Regions from separate parts of the Mus musculus genome. Here regions 1 and 2 are each linked to region 3. A link is a contact called in public Hi-C and Micro-C data. All regions are on one chromosome and are shown on one strand. The core of a region is the stretch at or near the end of the contact, and the rest is flanking DNA. Distances in the headings are between cores, read along the strand shown.

Region 1 (3,979 bases), core at 767-3,266, 120 kb after region 3:
GATTGCTAGAACTGTAGTTTTACCCCATGACCCAGATTTCTTTGCTGAAAATAGCTCCCTAGTTTTTCCTTTAAAAACAGCCTCCCCTTCCCTCCTGACTCTCATATGAATTCTGGGGCTGATTCAACTACACTCCTGTGCCCCACGTTTAAAATACTCAGCATCCTCGTGATAGCTGGGATGATCGAGGATGGCAGAATCTCAACTAGCCATGGGGTTTTGATTGATTTATAAGAAACGAATTGGATCTTCTTCCGGACAAACTGGTGTGCTCTGGGCCTAGACTTGGCTGTGGGCATCCTTTCGTATTAATGGGCAAAGCCGGCCTCAAATGAAGAGAACATAAGGGGTAAGACAGCTGGGGAGGCATGTGGTTTCCCGGAGGTCTCTCTCACATCAGAATCTGCTGAACCTACCAACTTGACTCATTAGTTCTGTGAGTCAGGAACAAAACCTGCCACTAAATTCACTTAATTTGGTTTTCTGCCATTTGTAACAGAATCCAGACAAGTCTATTGAGTCACAGAGAAAGTCCAATAATGGTCATTTTATTTACTCAGACATTTTTACTCTTTTATTTTATGTCCACACATAGAAATGTCTAAAAGGATAGCTTCATTTAGAACTCCAGTCTCATGATACCTTTCTTCCCTTAAATTCTAAAATGTCTTTCTTGTACATTTTTTCCTGTTTTTAAGACCCAAATTATCACATATCAAAAAAAAAAAACAATCATATAGTGTGTTGAATACTTACCCATATAGTTGCCTTATTAAGCTGCCACTTCTAAGCACAAGGAAAAACTGCCATTAAGAACTTAATACAGGGCGGCTCCTTAGGCAGCATGTGAGATAACTTAGGAAATTTCTTTTAAAAAATACTATAACTGGTGGAAATCTAAAAGGGATGAAGTCAAGCAGAACAGTATTCCTCCCATTTCAATAAAAGTAACAGAGGAAGCTGAGGAACTTGAAGGGTACATTAGGAAAAACCAATTTAGAAAACGTGGTGCAAAACCCAGAAGCTTTTGTTCTCATTAAATCTTTAGGTGATTCCAGCCTTAAGGAAATCTTAAAGTCTTATTGGACATCAGCGAAGACACTGGTCCATGGTACATGTGGACCTGAGTTGATAGAGGCAGACAAGGATGGATCCTTAGGGATAAATGTGAACTCTCACAGTGCGTTTTGTCTCATGTGACCATTGTTAAGCAAAGTGGTGCTCAGGAAGGTTGTTCATCACAATTAGCATGACTCGGAGTAATTACATTTGCCACACTCATCAAGATAGAACTAAAACACACTTAAGCGTTCTAGTATATATACAGAAAGCCCACTCTTTGTGTCTCTTTAAAAGCGTTAAGATGGAAGAAGGCTAACCACTGTACTGGCTTTAATCCCACACACCAAACCTTTGGAGCTTTCCAGATTTAGATACCACATTTGTGTGTGTTTCTCTGGCCTATTTTCTAAGTGACTTGAAGGTTATAAGTGTAAAGCCAGCCTCAGAGGAGGAGATCTGCAGTGAGTCAGGTTTACAGTGCAAGCTGCATTGACCCTTCTACCTCACACTCAGTATAATCTACTGTTCAAGTACATGGTCCCATGCAGACATGTCAGACTAAGATCCCCAGATGTTCTGAAACTCACTGCCTTCGACTTCTCTGTACATTTATTCTTTCTCTCTTGGTTATTTTCTTTCTTCTCACTTGATTTAAGATTGTAAATAGCTCACGAGCAGTCCTGATCTTTAAGATCAGTGCCCATGACAGTCACTAGATGTGGAGCAGATTATGTAGACACCGGCAAAGATACATAATCCATATCTGAGTTAAGAAGAAAGTCACTTGCTGATCTTAAAAGATTCTGAGGATGAGACTTGTCGTGATGGCCCAGATTTGAAGTCTAATATTTTGTTTTGAAGTGCCTTGTAAACTTTTATAGCAATCCCTGTCTGCATATTTTATTAGTGTTGTAGAAGCCAAATGTGTGATCCCTAGAGTCGTGATTGTTGCCACACAGCTGCTGTCATGACACATACTTCAGCAAGTGATCATTCAACAAAGAGAACAAGAAGGCCCATTGACTAAAGAGATAAAATCACTACCGCAGAAAACTCACTTCACAAGTACAGCCGGCCTCTCAAAGAGCAGGGCAGATCAGGAGAGGCCAAATCCAACCAACATAAGTGTCCCTCCATCAGGAAGGGTGTCTGATTAAGCAAAATAACAACAAACGCTATCCTGTAGTGGGCTACAGTGGGGAATCTGTGAAGTCAAATAAAAGCCCTAATCTGCAATACTGTAGCAAGACTTACAAAGCCTAAACTATGACATTCATGATAAGCAAGGTAAGCATGCATTGTGTCGAAGCTGCTCATTCTGAAACATATGTTCCTAGGTAAGATGCTGAATAAAAAAATTCAGTGGCAACTCTGCTGGCCATTGAGGTAAAGATAAGATTATACCAGCTGTTTGTCTAGTTAAGGATGTTGACAAATCCCACAATAGCAAGACCAACCTCTGACTAACTCAAGCTCCACAGTCCACCTACTGATCAATTCATTCACTCTAAATTAGCCCATCATTCTCCAACATGAAATTCTCTTTTGACACAGAAAGTGAGTAATCTAAATTTGTATTTTCAGTAGGAACTTCATCACCCAACTGTGGTGTGACCACATAGTATAATAATCTACCAATAATTTATTTTGCTACATGGGAGTTACAAGACGATATCCTGTTACCATATACACTTTGATTCAGTAACCTCTCTAGTACTGCTTTCTCCATAGACAGAATAGACAGTTTTGGGGATCACCCAGGGATAGCAATGGAGTCATTCCTTTCCATACCAGTTGATACTTCATCTCCCAGTTTTGAATTCTGCAGATCTGGAGGTCTTAGAAAAGTGCAGCCACCAAAGGGGAAAGTGATGATTCCACTGAACTGAAAAACAAGACTCCTACTTGGTCATTTTGAGTTCTTCTAGTCATTCAATCAGCAACCAAGATGAGGGCCACTCTATTGGCTTGAGGTATGAGTCCTGATTATCAAAAGGAATCGTGGCTGCAAAGTGGAGGTGGGAAGGAATGTATGGAGTTCATATTCTTTCAATAGCAAAGTTTGTTGCAAAATAATCCAAACTAAAGGAAGGTATGGCCACTAAAGGTCTGGACACTTTAATATTAAAGATCTGAGTCACCCACTAGGTAAAGGAATTAGACCAGCTGAGCAGCTGGCCCAGCAGGAAGGAGACATGAAATGCTTCAGAAGTTATTAATATCACTAAACCTAAGAAAGCTATATGTAGTCTGTTACTTTTTTATGTGGTTTGATAGGATAATACTTAATTTGACTACAGCAACTGTACTTCTCCTTTTGGTAGGAAGATGATAGTGTGAAAACAAATTCTATAAGAGGAGTCTATCCCTGTATTCGTTATTGCTGCAATGAAAATGTTCAAGTGTGTTTACAAGGACTATGCTTATTTTCTCTCGCTGGTATAATCCCATTTTTTCTCTATTCTGACTTGGGAGCTTCATGCCAAAATCTGCACTGATTCTTGAAATCAACCAATTTGAAAAGCTATATTAGTAGAGTGTGCTAGAAGGAGGCCATCTAAAGCTAGAGTATGAGGAAAGAATTCTTGGCAGTGTAGCTTCAACACAGCCCTTCATTCTGTTGATGGTGGTTGGTTGTGTCTGATCATTTCTGACACTCCCAGCACTGACCACACCGTATCAACATAGACAGACCAGGCCTGGTCAGATAGTGTCACCTCCCCAGAGGCTGGATCCCATGCTCTCAGCATTTTCTAGGTTGTAAAATTCCTACTCATTTCATTTTATCCTTCCAGCCTAAATGGTGGATTTTCCTGGTGTTCACACAAGCTGTGTTAATATAAACTACCTCCCTGACCTAGTCTCTTTTCCCGTGGCTGTGATGAAAATACTCTTTCAAATGAGACTTATGGTAAAA
Region 2 (4,008 bases), core at 1,215-3,714, 77 kb after region 3:
TCACCTGAATTTTTTATCTGAGCCATTCTGACTGGTGTGAGGTGGAATCTCGGGATTGTTTTGACTTGCTTTTCCCTGATGACTAAGTATGTTGAAAATTTTTTTAGGTGCTTCTCCGCCATTCGGTATTCTTCAGTTGAGAATTCTTTGTTTAGCTCTGTACCCCATTTTTAATAGGATTATTTGGTCTTCTGGAGTCTAACTTCTTGAGTTCTTTGTATATATTGGATATTAGCCCTCTATCAGATTTAGAATTGGTAAAGATCTCTTCCCAATCTGTTGGTGGCCTTTTTGTCTTATTGACACTGTCCTTTGCCTTACAGAAGCTTTGCAATTTTATGAGGTCCTATTTGTCAATTCTTGATCTTATAGCACAAGCCATTGCAGTTCTGTTCAGGAATCTTTTCCCTGTGCCCATATCTTTGAGGCTTTTCCCCACTTTCTCCTCTATACATTTCAGAGTCTCTGGTTTTATGTGGAGTTCCTTGATCCACTTAGACTTGAGCTTTGTACAAGGAGATAAGAATGGATCAATTTACATTCTTCTACATGCTAACTGCCAGTTGAGCCAGTACCATTTGTTGAAGATGTTGTCTTCTTTCCACTGGATGGTTTTAGCTCCTTTGTTAAAGATCAAGTGACCATAAGTATGTGGATTCATTTCTGGGTCTTCAATTCTATTCCATTGATCTACCTGTCTATAACAGTACCATGCAGTTTTTATCACTATTGCTCTGTAGCACAGTTTGAGGTCAGGAATGGTGATACCACCAGAGATTCTTTTATTGTTAAGAATAGTTTTGCTATCCTAGTTTTTTGTTATTCCAGATGAATTTTCAAATTGCTCTGTTTAACTCGGTGAAGAATTGAGTTGGAATTTTGATGGTAGATTGCTTTTGGCAAGATAGCCGTTTTTACTATATTGATCCTGCCAATCCATGAGCATGGGAGATCATTCCATCTTCTGAGAGTTTCTTTGATTTCTTTCTTCAGAGACTTGAAGTTCTTATACAGATCTTTCACTTACATAGTTAGAGCCACACCAAAGTATTTTATATAATTTGTGACTATTGTAAAGGGTGTTGTTTCCCTAATTTATTTCTCAGCCTGTGTATCCTTTGTGTAGAGAAGGGCTACTGATTTGCTTGAGTTAATTTTTATATCCAGCTACTGTCCTGAAGCTGTTTATCAGGTTTAGGAGTTCTCTGGTGGAATTTTTGGGGTCACTTATGTTTATTATCATATCATCTGCAAATAGTAATATTTTTACTTCTTCCTTTCCAATTTGTATCCCTTTAATCTCCTTTTGTTGTCTAATTTCTCTGGCTAGGACTTCAAGTACTATATTGAATACGTAGGGAGAGAGTGGGCAGCCATGTCTAGTCCCTGATTTTAGTGGGATTGCTTCAAGTTTCTCTCCGTATCATTTGATGCTGCTGCTTTTCTTTTCCCCTTTTCTTTTTGTCATCTCATTAGATGAACACCGAAATTCATTCTGTAACTTGGCTATTGGGAATAACTTAAGAAGTTTTTCTTTCTGTTTTAATATGGGATGCCAGGAAAGGGACAGGAACAATAGTTTGTCTTGGTCTTTGTGGAGGGAGCTTTGGGGTGTTTGTTTGCAGTGGTAGAAATCAGTCACAAGGGCCTTAGCACCTTATTTTCTTAAAGCCCAGCCCAGTGACACAAATCTGTAATCCCGGTGCTGGAGAGACAGAGTCAGGGAGCTCCCAGAGTTTACTGACCAGCTAGTTCCAGGTTCAGTGAGAGGTCCTGTCCCCAAAATAAGGTGGAGATCAATAGAAGCCACCTAATGCTGACTTCTGGCCTCCACATCTGCACAAATGGGAGCGCACACACACACACACACACACACACACACACACACACACACACATATTGCATAGCCCACTTGGTAACAGATTTAGGCATCCTATCTTGAAAAGCATCTTAGGCATGCGCCCCCTGATCACATTTCAGAAAGCACAGATAGAAGTTCACGGGCAGAACCACAGAACACATCACCAATGATGTATTCAGTATGGGAGGGCCTTCTGGTAGAAAGAGGGCAAAAGAGTAACAGGATTTTAGGAGAAGTTGTATCTGGTCATTAACCCCACTGTTTTAAGTTTAAAGTTTATAGGAGATCCATTTAGATAGCAATTTTTTCAATGCTTAGCCACACCTCTTACATAAAACCTTGTTTTCTGGGATGCATGTTTTGCTGTTATGATTCCTATTTTGACCTTTGAAGAAACCGATGGGGATTTGTGGGGACCAAACTCCTCCCCTTGTCCCGCTGCCACCACTTGAACACATTTCTGAAACAGTAAATATGTCACTCTCTAACTGCCTGTCCCATCCTGCAGCTCTTTCACAGCTGCTTCCTAGTGCCTGGCTTCTGACCCCAGCCTGCCCTGGCCTTGGTCTGCTGCTTCCATCCTGACTCTGACAACTGCTAATGACCTCACCCCACTGGGGAGACTAGATAGGACAGTTGTATTCTAAAAGGTCACCAGTCAATGGAGTGTTTGGAACTCAAAGAATTTCCCCACAGAAAACTATCATTATAAAGAGTGATGATTCCCAGACCCATCCACAAAGGCCCATTTAGCTCACTATGGTGCTACTGCAGATGCCCTAAGCCACCTTCTTTCCTAAGTCTGTGAAGTTGGCCTGGAGGCACAGAGCAAAGAGAATGGTGGGGCCCCTTGAAATTTAACAGTCCCCATGGAAACATGGAAGGGGAAGCTCCAATGTTGCAGGAAGCTAGAAAGAGCTTGATTAGTATCACAGACTGAGTTCACCCAAGCAGAGGTGAAGAGGACAGGGAGTTCAAGACACATAGCGGAGGGCACCTCTGCTCAGGAATGGCTGTAGCCAGAGCTACAGCAGACTAGGAAGAGTCCCGGGGACAGGGCATGGGACCAGCGATCTTTTCTAAGTAGACTAACCTGATCCAGTGCTCCTCCTGACTGTCCTGTACCTGCCCTGCCCCTCCTCTGGATTTTAGAATACTCCTTGTAGCTAGAGTTGGGCTACTTTGTAGGTTCGTTCTTCTACCCCTCTCCATCCCTCTTCTTCCACCCTTTCACACCCCTAACACTAGGTAGAAGAGAAAGAAGAATAGAAGGTAGACAGAGAGAGAAAGAAATCCCCCCAAAAAACTCAGGTGTAGGAAAGGGTGCTAAGTTTTTATTAAACTACTTCCTGCTGATTAGGGACATGGAGCTCCTTTGGGCAATTTGTTCTTCACTGTAAGGATATTTAACTCCTCTTCCTCCTTCTCCTCTTCCTCCTCCTCCTCTTCCTCTCCTTTTTCCTCTCCTTCCTCTTCCTTTTCCTCTCCTCTTCTTCTTCTTCTTCTTCTTCTTCTTCTTCTTCTTCTTCTTCTTCTTCTTCTTCTTCTTCTTCTTCTTCTTCTTCTTCTTCTTCTTCCTTCTTTGTCCACAACTACTTAACAAACCACCACCAACAGTATTCAACAGCCAACAAACAACAACCCACCGAACAGTCACCCCACCACTCAGGGGCCTAGCATTTATATAACCTTGGAAGAATCCCCAGCATTACAAACACCACACACTCACAGAAACAATCAGCAGCTGGCAAAATCACATGACTGCTAGAGCATGAGGCAAATCCTAGTCAGCTGCTGTGAACAATCTGAAGCAGCCCCATAACCCACACCTGGGATTAAAATGAAAACATATTCTCACAATATGTCTGTATTTTTAAAGAAACCAAAATTTTGAATATAAGTCTTCACCATATTCTTCTGTATGTCTGACTACTATATCTTGTTTACTAGGTGCCTGCAGATTGCTGGCTTTCTACATAGCAGGACTGACTTTCTGCTATTGGTTCAAGGGATAATTTGTTTTGACTGCACCACATTCATATTATGTAAGTACACTGTGAACTCTTTCTCAGAAATCCCTCTTTCCCATGTGCCCCCCTTGCCCAGGAACCAATCTTCCTTCTGATAGCATCTCTCTGTGGTTTACT
Region 3 (3,754 bases), core at 498-2,997:
CCTAACTCTTTTGCATCCACCTGCAATTGCAGGCATCTGCTATCACTAACAACAACATCTGGCGTTGTTTTACAATGTCATGGCTTCATCAGCTCATTGTTAGAGCAGCATCATGGTTTAGATGACATAGTCTCGGCAGACAGGTGTAGTTTTGGAGGTGAAGTCCTTTGCTTCTACTTCTATTCTAACAATGAGGATGTGAGCCTCCAGCTCTCCTTAAAACCTTCTGCATTGCCAGGTCGTGATGGCGTACACCTTTAATCCCTGTACTCTGGAGGCAGAGGCAGGCCAGTCTCTGAGTTTGAGGCCAGCCTCCTCTACAGAGCAGGTTCCAGGTCAGCCAGAGCTACACAGAGAAACCCTGTCTTGAAAAAAACAACCGTCTTCTTTGTCTCCCTACCATCTGTTTCTATTATATATAATAAATATCACTGGAGCTTTCTTCCTAAGTTTCAAAGAAAAGGCAGAACAAAAAACCAAAATAATCAACCTCCTCTATCTCAACTTGAATTCTTTCTCTAATATTTCTTTTGTTTTTCCCTTTGAGCAATAGTTTTTATTTCTTCATCATTACAATTTACATTTCCCTGATTTGACTATAAAGCTCATGCAGAGCATAGCATAGCATATTTTATTTATTTATTTATTTATTTATTTATTTATTTGATATTTTCTTTATATACATTTCAAATGCTATCCCGAAAGTTCCCTATACCCTCACCCACTCACTCCTGCTTCTTGGCCCTGGCATTCCCCTGTACTGAGGCATATAATGTTTGCAAAACCAAGAGGCCTCTCTTCCCAGTGATGGCCAACTAGGCTGTCTTCTGCTACCTATGCAGCTTTCTTCCCCGGCATTTCTTTTCATAAATTGACATCATATAGGAATAAGATATGCAGTATACATTGTCACTAAATCATCCCTCCCCATGCTCTCCCAATGTCCAGTCTAATCCTAGTTTGTTTACTGTGTTCCTTCTCCACAAATCCAGGAGAACTGGGAAGACAGTTTATGGGGAGGGAAACAGAACTGAGAAAAGCTGGACTTCTCCTTTGCAGACAGTTGGTAGCAACTGGGGGGAAACTAAAACTCTTCACATACTCTTAGCTCATCCTAATGGTTACACTTTCCTGACTATCCAGCCAATGCCTAAAGCTGTTCACAAAACTTCTGGAAACTTAAAATCCCAAGCAGCGAGAGCTTGATAAATTGAAGACGCTCTTCACTTCCTCTCAAGAGCCTCGGAGCACCGAAAAACTCGCCGAGGAGAGCTACTGCAGCCGCTTTGCACAGCACATTTTTGCTGTAGAGATTTGGAGTGGTGTAGGTCGAAATTTTGACCCTAAGCACCGGGAAGTTCCCGCCCATGATGTGAATCCCGAGAAACATCTGGAGTCTTGTGCAGTGAATCTCTAAATCTTCATTTCCCCATGTGGTGCGCACACAGGTTGTACGTTATGATTTAATCAGCTGTCTTTAGAACAACAGGCACTTGGAATTCAAACACATTAGAAGGGATGGTGGTGTTTTGAGAGTAACAGCAGGACCACACTTCTGTCCCAGAGCAGCCCTGGCCGAGAGTTCCTAGGATCCTTTTACACTTGTACAAAGTAAACTTTCCTTCCTTTGGTCAAAGGGACAGGGCATGCGCTATCTCAAAGAAAATCCACTGCTCTTGCGCCTCGTGACTCACCCAGAGACTTGGTTCAACATTAGGTCACCGTGGAACACTGACTGTAGCAGAAACACATAAAGTCTCCAAACGGGGGAGAGGAGGACGCTATTCCGGAATCCTGTTGCCAGAGTAACATAAACCCAGTGTGTTTTCACAAGGAAATGAGTCACTTGTTTCTGTTGGCTAAAACTCTGTTTTCTTTAATTTCATATTTTAGCTTGTTTAATATATGCCGAAAGAGCCCAGGGTTTCCAGTTTTCAGACTGGGATAACTTGCTAATTAAAAGCTCAACAGAGGGTTTTGCATGGCAATTAAACCAAAGGGGATAAAAGGAACACTCTGGCAAGCAGAAGCACACAGGGAACCAGAACGGGGAAGCAAGAGCACTCAGGGCACAATCAGCTGTCCAGAGGGAACAGGAGGGGGATGTGCACCAGGAGGCCCCCAGAAGAAAACAACTCCAAAAGTCATCCACTGGAATGATACAGCACCCTCAGACCAAGTTAACATCTCCTTACCCGGATTCACTGGGTACTGGCATGTTTTTCTTTCTTTTAGATGGTCTACATTAGAAGGCATAGGAGTCACAAGGGCCACGAGATGCAGACTGGAATATAGGCAAGGAAAGGGAGAGCAACCATCTATGGGGCATCAGGAAGCAACAAGGACTGCGACATTCAGCAGAAAAGTCCTCAGTGTTTGGTATAGATGGCATGCATCTGGTGGTTGGGTTTATCCTGTGGGGTTCTAGATGAGGCTTTTTTTTTTCCTGAGATGCTAAAATATCATTTCTCAGTTTCCTAGGAAGGCTATCGTGTGTGTGTGTGTGTGTGTAATAAAAAAAGGTCAACCTTCCCTTAGACTTACTGTAAGTATCATACAGTTAGTTATATACAGAGCATCCCAGTAACAAAGAGGAGAGAGGGGGTGGGGGAAGGGGAGGGGAGGGGAGAGGAAAAGAGAGAAGGAGGGGAGGGGAGGGGAGGGGAGGGGAGGGGAGAAGAGAAGAGAAGAGAAGAGAAGAGAAGAGAAGAGAAGAGAAGAGAAGAGAAGAAAGAGAAGAGAAGAGAAGAGAAGAGAAGAGAAGAGAAGAGAAGAGAAGAGAAGAGAAGAGGAATCAGACCTGGATAATTTTTAAATGCCATCAGAGAGACTGGAGGAATAAATAGGGAAATGAAGCTTCAGTGTAAGGAAAGAAAGCTGGCTGATAGCCTTGGTTATAGGCAACAGTAGGGAAGCCAAAGGAAGAGGGGATTGGGGACAATATCTATAGTGATAGGATCCTTAGGAAGTCAAATGTTCCCATAAGGCAATAAGTGGAGGGTTGGTTTCAGGGGCTGCAGAAGAGATTCTTATCTACAAAGTAGGTAGTACTGACCTACTTACTCAAATGTTATGAAAAGCAAGCACTAAAACCCACCCGTAGTTATACAAGCTGACCATGTATTTGAGGAAAGACTAGCAGAAGGGGAAGTGGAAGCTGTATTTAGTATTTGACTTCCTTTCTAACATTTTTACTTGATATTCAATGCTAGGCTCCAACACCAGTATTTAAGATTCATAGAAAAGCTTTCTCCTCTAAACCAGAGAGTCCTCATGGCTTCCTCATTTCTGCCAACGTTGCTATCATTCTGTCTGTCTGTGTGACAATCTGTGTGACAATCTCAGACTCCAGAGCCGCCTCTGAGTCTTCCCTTCCCTTCCCTTCCCCCCTCTACCCTGCATTCCCTCCTTCTTATCTCCTTATCTCCTTCTCTGCTTCCCTTCCTCCCTCTCTCCCTCCCTCTCCCCCCCCCACACCCCCACATCCTATGTGTCTGATCACTCACCACCTCACCACACTTACAGGGTTTTGTGTAGTATTCTATTATTCTATTGTGTAGACATGCCTTCTTGACTTTTTTTTTTTTTTTTTTTTTTTTTTTTTTTTTTTTGTAGCCAAGTCCGTCCTTGTCCAGAACCCTGGCTGTCACTTCACAGCTCATTTATCACAGCCATTTTCTAACTGGTCTCTGCCTGCAGTCACTCACTCCTGCAATCCATCCTAGTGGTTACTGCAGATGGGCTGTTGTGAAAT

What was found. A called contact is a pair of places that touch in the nucleus more often than the background predicts.
Region 1: a Micro-C map of muscle stem cells shows a contact between it and region 3, with 4 times the contacts expected there. The contact joins two enhancer-like sites. A contact is called at or near these places in 2 of 15 datasets of contacts at CTCF or cohesin (CD8 T cells and the NIH/3T3 cell line), 3 of 484 Hi-C or Micro-C datasets (muscle stem cells and uterus) and 1 of 115 datasets of contacts at active chromatin or transcription factors (bone marrow-derived macrophages).
Region 2: a Hi-C map of myocytes shows a contact between it and region 3, with 2.5 times the contacts expected there. The contact joins two enhancer-like sites. A contact is called at or near these places in 8 of 484 Hi-C or Micro-C datasets (the C2C12 cell line, the G1E-ER4 cell line, the N1E-115 cell line and 3 more).

The regions. Positions count from the first base shown.
Region 1 is chr2:61,019,033-61,023,011 of GRCm38.p6, reverse strand. No RefSeq gene overlaps it. Among named protein-coding and RNA genes, the nearest start is that of Gm13582, 46 kb to the right of the region's middle. Within about 2 kb of position 2,016, at least 4 of the 459 cell types and tissues checked have an H3K27ac peak or open chromatin away from gene starts, as enhancers often do. A contact at or near this core is called in muscle stem cells, where this site is marked.
Region 2 is chr2:61,060,722-61,064,729 of GRCm38.p6, reverse strand. No RefSeq gene overlaps it. Among named protein-coding and RNA genes, the nearest start is that of Gm39833, 65 kb to the left of the region's middle. Within about 2 kb of position 2,464, at least 21 of the 459 cell types and tissues checked have an H3K27ac peak or open chromatin away from gene starts, as enhancers often do. A contact at or near this core is called in myocytes, where this site is marked.
Region 3 is chr2:61,137,099-61,140,852 of GRCm38.p6, reverse strand. The region is part of intron 2 of Gm39833 (a long non-coding RNA gene); the gene reads right to left. Among named protein-coding and RNA genes, the nearest start is that of Gm39833, 11 kb to the right of the region's middle. Within about 2 kb of position 1,747, at least 164 of the 459 cell types and tissues checked have an H3K27ac peak or open chromatin away from gene starts, as enhancers often do. A contact at or near this core is called in muscle stem cells and myocytes, where this site is marked.